2 separate regions of the Mus musculus genome follow, and region 1 is linked to region 2. The links are chromatin contacts, called in public Hi-C maps. All regions are on one chromosome and are shown on one strand. Each heading gives the region's core, a stretch centred on a gene start, on an enhancer-like site or on the middle of the called end of the contact. The rest is flanking DNA. Distances are from core to core; before and after follow the strand shown.

The links. Hi-C and Micro-C count contacts between places; a contact is called where the count stands out from the background.
Region 1: a Hi-C map of cranial neural crest shows a contact between it and region 2, with 4 times the contacts expected there. The contact joins two enhancer-like sites. A contact is called at or near these places in 4 of 484 Hi-C or Micro-C datasets (the C3H10T1/2 cell line, cranial neural crest and embryonic fibroblasts).

Annotation. Positions count from the first base shown.
Region 1 is chrX:136,311,982-136,314,921 of GRCm38.p6, forward strand. No RefSeq gene overlaps it. Among named protein-coding and RNA genes, the nearest start is that of Bex3, 43 kb to the left of the region's middle. Within about 2 kb of position 1,515, at least 22 of the 459 cell types and tissues checked have an H3K27ac peak or open chromatin away from gene starts, as enhancers often do.
Region 2 is chrX:135,795,200-135,797,899 of GRCm38.p6, forward strand. It overlaps Gprasp1 (G protein-coupled receptor associated sorting protein 1), which reads left to right. Exons shown (of 11, transcript NM_026081.5): 5 at 943-1,137; 6 at 1,750-1,838; 7 at 2,354-2,430; 8 at 2,589-2,665. Among named protein-coding and RNA genes, the nearest start is that of Mir1970, 10 kb to the left of the region's middle. Within about 2 kb of position 1,377, at least 145 of the 459 cell types and tissues checked have an H3K27ac peak or open chromatin away from gene starts, as enhancers often do.

The sequences.
Region 1 (2,940 bases), core at 265-2,764, 520 kb after region 2:
ACATATTGCCAGGCATGGTGGGGCATGCCTTTAATCCCAGCACTCAGGAGGCAGAGGCAGGCGGATTTCTGAGTTCGTGGCCAGCCTGGTCTACAGAGTGAGTTCCAGGACAGCCAGGGCTATACAAAGAAACCCTGTCTCGAAAAACAAACAAACAAACAAACAAACAAACAAACAAACACAAACAAAACAAAACAAATGTGACATATAAGTTACATTTGCATATGCACACCTACAACAGAATATGTCATAATGCTAATATCAGAGATCATAAGAATGTTAACCATTAATATGTTCAATTCTGCACATGACATACTGTGTGGTTTTTGCATGGGTGTGACCAACATACTTATCAGAAGTATCCAGGATGAAGAGTTTAATCTTATGATTAAATTCCACTATGGAGACAACTTTATGATCAAGTCCACTATAACATGACAGCAGGAATGTCTGCCAGAAGAGAGGTGTTCATCACATACCTACAGGAATCTCACAGGATAGAATAATATATTCCCACAGAAACATATGAAGTGAACTACTTTCTCTTACACATCTCTTTAAGTTTTCACAACTTTCCTAATGGAGCCTTTAGTCAGGTAACAAACATTTGAAACAAGAGCATGGTAGGAACAGCTCGTTTGCAAACCCAATCCTCTACTCAGGGAGTAAGCAGGGATGCCTTCTGCCAATTCAAGAGGTTCTGTTTGGGAAAATTCAGGAGAAACATAATGGAAAACTATGTTCTTTTAGTGGCCATGTATATGCATCAATAAGTGTAATTTTAAGACTTAGAAAAAGGGAGCATAAGTTATCAGTTACAATAACATAGGGCACCAAGGAAATTAGCAATCCGGCCCATGTGTGGAGGTCAGGGCACAACCCTTGGGAGTTGGTTCTCTCCTTTCTCCACAGCAGCAAATGCTTTACCTGCTAAACCATGATGTCGGCCCAATAACTCAGTCTCTCTGAGCAGTGCAAAGGACACGACTTTACCATCTTTGATGAAAGTTATGTATGAATATTAACCCACACTCATCCGAATAACTCAACATAATAGTAGCACTAGCAATAGAAATGTTACTAATATACAGTAGTATTGGTAGCTTGCTTGTTATCTAGCACTAAGTGATAAGATACACCAAAACTTCCTAAGGACGTATGAGAAGGAGGTATTGCTGCCTAACTTTAAATTTATATGGGAACTGATGCACCCAAAGGGATTTATCAGAATGGATTTGAACACAGTTTATGCTGCACCATAATAAATACCTCTGAGTCTCTCTGACAATCAAAGTCCCTATTGTCACCATTATAGCAAACAAACTTTCTGTAAACAAACATCTATTTGCCTTTCAGAAACTGAGCAGAATTCTCCCAATTGTCTGCATTCTCTTCTAGGAAGGTAGCCTGCAATAGAGTAAGCGTTTTACTTTTAGAGAAAGAGAGAGATGGGGTGGTTTGTGCAAGCAGTTTCAGAGTGGAGGACTAGGCTGCAGGCCGCTGTTGCCACAGTAACCTGACGTCATCAAGGTGACCAATAACAGTTTAGTTAGATCTGCAAGGGTTTTGCTTCTGCGAACATGTTTTGATTCCACAATTTGCTCAGAGATCTGCTAGTAAAATGCACCCTGGTACACCTATTCAAATGACTGATTTCTTTGGTTGCCTTAAGGAATTTTACTTTCAGGGACAGGCTAGGGCATGTAAAAGGGCCAGGTGGAAGTGTTATAAGTTTGTCTAACAATCCTAGCATCGATATTGCCCTAGAAACCTGATATCTTTATGGCTACCAAAATGTCTTTTAAATAATCTGGTTTGATGAGCATCGTTCTGCCTCTAAAAACATACTTTTCAGTTCTGTGCCCATTTCACTTTAAGGGACAATTCCTTAGGGTACCTAAACGGTGAAAGGTGCTTTGTTCTCAGAAACAGAAAAAGGCATAAAGAGGCGGGGTGGTGGAGGTGGGGGGGGAGGAGTGGGCACACGGAGGCATTTCCGGTTTCACCAAGACCTCCTGCATCCAGTTGCCATAGAAACCGGACTCCTTTCTGAAGTCCTTGCGAATGTTTTGACAACATGGTTTGACAAGGACCAAGAGGCCCTTATTTGAAGAATGGGCTCCCTCCTGCCTTCTCTCTGGATGCCCTGAGGTGGGCATCCTTGAGAGGTGGAAAGAAGCAGGGATCACTATTCTAGGTGAAGTCTTTACAGCTTTGAAACTAGGAGGCACAATGGCTCAAGAACAACAGAGATGCGGGATCCTGACCCTAAGTGCTGTCTTGGACTCACTTTCCATGTTGAGCAGGGTTTGAGAAAGAATAGGACATGGTAGAGGTCTCTGAGCCCAGCTTCTCCCTTTGTGAAATGGGGCAGAGCACTAGAGAGGGCAACCACAGGGTCACTGATGCTGTCTGTCAACACCAGCTTAAATAGTAGTGAGCCCAGTGTATATCTCACATGGATGTTAAAATACACATGTTTTAAATTAATAATGCTGTATAAATTGCCTTATTAAAATCATGCAGAGCTATTGTCTCTTAAGAAATGAATCTCAATATATAATCATTACTTCACAGGCATAACATTTTTGGTTGTGTAACTATCTTCAGTATCTCTCCTAAGATCCTGTCCCTAGATAAGTGTAATATTGGTGTTACCATTTGGTTCATTTTCCAGAAATATTATGATATGAAAGATAAAAGACAAAAATGTGAAGTATAATCACAAGAGTCTTTGTTAGGTGGAACTTTGGCGATTTGATTTGGATTATCTCATCTATAGATTTATGTTGAATTTTATCCTCTTGTTTCATAGACCAGTGGTTCCTACTTTACTTGTCTTGCAGGGTTGTAACTGAACCAAGGCCTTCAGCTTGCTTGGCAGACATTCTACACAGAGCTGTATTGCCTGCTCTGTTCAATTCCCCTCCTCCCACTTCA
Region 2 (2,700 bases), core at 127-2,626:
ATCTCTAAATGGGCAAGCGCAATAGCCTTAGTTTGTGCTTAATGACACTCCCCTTTTTTTCCCCAGAGAGGTATTGCTACTTAGAATCACACAACACACACACACACACACACACACACACACACACACCAACACACCAACCACCACCACCACCATACACACAAACGGACACGCACAAACATGGGGGAACGCAGGCACACACACCCCAACCACCACACACACACACACACACACACACACTGTGGCACAAAGAATTGACTGTTGGCCCAAACCTGTGGTTGATTTACTAGGCCAGAAGGTGTAGTTTGGTTTTCCTTTTGGAAGAGGGGCAATGGTGGGGAATGTAATGGAGGCCCCACTTTGGATTCCATAGAGACAGGAGTGCCCTCCCTTCATGGTTGCATGAACCAGTAAAAGAAAACATGGGAGAATCAACAGGAACCTACTGGCTGGCTGGCTGTTGCTAGGTCACCTGTCCCCTCTCAGGCTGCAGTACAAGCAGTCCCCCTCCCCTTCCATTGGCGTCATATGAGGAGGCAGAGGAGGGGGAAGCAAAGAGGGAGTACAGGGAGGGGCAGGCACTGTCCAGCCTCGTTCTGAAATACAGATGTATCAAGGTTCTCACTCAGTATCCCTCCGCTGCTCCCCCCTGCTCCCTAACTGCAGACCTTCTCCTCCCTATAGTCCCCCCCTCCCCAAAACCCTCATAGACTCTAGATCTTAGCCATCCCACACACTGTTGTGGCGCCAAAAAAAAAGTGGTGGTGGTCTCTGGTTAGGGTGAACAGGGGTCTGCAGACGCCTAACCGGTGCAACCCACCCCTCCAAGAGGAGTGGGGCTGTCTGGCCCCGCCCACTCCGAGTCGGAACTACAGTGGGTTCGGGAGGGGGCGTAGAGCCCCGTGCGCAGTATCCCTCCGCCCCCTTCCCGACACCCTCCAGGCGAGCTGGCTTGCCGCAGTCTACGCAGCCCCTGCCTGTTTGGTGCAGAGGCGTGGGGACAGGACACATCTCTGCCATTCCACTCGCGCGCAAAGCGTTAAAGACCAGTGAGAGGATCCGCCGAGGACAGAGAACACCCAGGAATAGGAGTCGGACGTGGGGGAGCCCAGGGACCTGGGCCGTGCGCCTGGCCAGGCAAGTGGGGGTGTGTCGAGGGCTCTGGGCGGTCGCGCACTGCAAACAACTGCCTGGCCCTGACAGTCCAGTGGAGGCAAAGAGGTCGCAGCTGCTCCCTGGAGTGTGCGCGGTGCCCGGAGACCCCAGACCGTGGTGGGGAGGAGGCGGGAACCCCTGCGGAGCCCCAGGCACCAGGGTTGAATGGAGCTGCTGCTGGGTGTGATGATCTGCAGACTAGCACAGCCTACTGACCGCCTGGCAGTTGGCTTTCTGAGCGCCCATACCCGGCCCTCCGTAATCTCTGGGCCCTATAAGGGTTATGGGGTAGGCGGCTGCTGTTGAAATGGCGATGCGGGGGTGGGGGGGGCATCTGGGAGCCCACAGGTCCGAGGAAGGCGGCTGCAAGAGAAATGGCCGGCCATACTGGAGTGGGGGTGGGGGCTAAAGCCCACAGGTGTGGGTGTGGGGCAAGTGTCCAGCATTGGGGCCAGCTCAGCTGGTGGGTGGTGAGTCGCCTCAGCTATTAGGTTCTGAACTGGTTCCTGAGAGGGGCCCTGGTACCCTGCATCCTGGGTGCTGTCACTCCCCACAGGCTTCTGATTGATGGAAAGTGACCTGTCTGCATGGTAGGTCTGGCATATTCTGGCAAGCCACGGTGAGCATCTATAGACCAGAAGCTTGAGAAAAGAGGAACAGGAAAATGGCGTGGATTTCTGGAGGTGTGTAGTAATGGGGATGGGCACCAGACAGTGAGTGGAGATGCAAAAAGGGTGGGGTGACTGGCCAGAACAGGTGGGATATCCATTAGTGTCTCCTAATCTCATTTCTCACAACCTTGTAGGTACCTTCCACACTGCCTTTCCCCTCCCTCCCAAATCTGGGGTCTGAAAAGATGGTTTGGGGATGATGACGGAGTCATAAATCCAAGGACCACTTCAGAACCTGGTTTCTAGAATGTGCTGCGCCCTTCCCCCATTTTTTGCTGCGCAAGGAAGGGAAATATGGCCACCTAGTGGCGGATCTTCAACATTGCAGAAGGGACTAAAGGATGACATCAGGAAGTGGGTGTTACCTCAGGAGCCCTACAGCCAGGCTAAATAAATCTAGAATGTTCCAGCAGTAGGACCCTAAATGCTGAAAGACACATGATCTGGTTCATATCCTTGGTGACATTCATAACATGATCAGCTGCTACCATCATATAAGTGCCATACATTTTCATCTTTGTCCACAGCCCTGCTTTAAGGCTGGTCAGTTCTTCAAGCAAGGGAAGAAGGCTTCAAGGCGACTGTCTCAAATCTCTGGAGATTGGTGAGACTCAGGGCAGTGCAGGAGCCAGCCACTGAGGAGGCAAATTCAGATTGCTCTAACCCAAGAGGGTGCCCGATGCCTTTACTGTCCCCTTAATTTGCACAAAGCTGCTGCCATCATTTCCTGATTGTCATACATTTTCATGTCTCTGTTCACAGCCCTGCTTTAAGGCTGGTCAGTTCTTCAAGCAAGGGAAGAAGGCTTCAAGGCGACTGTCTCAGATCTCTGGAGATTGGTGAGACTCAGGGCAGTGCAGGACCCAGCCACTGA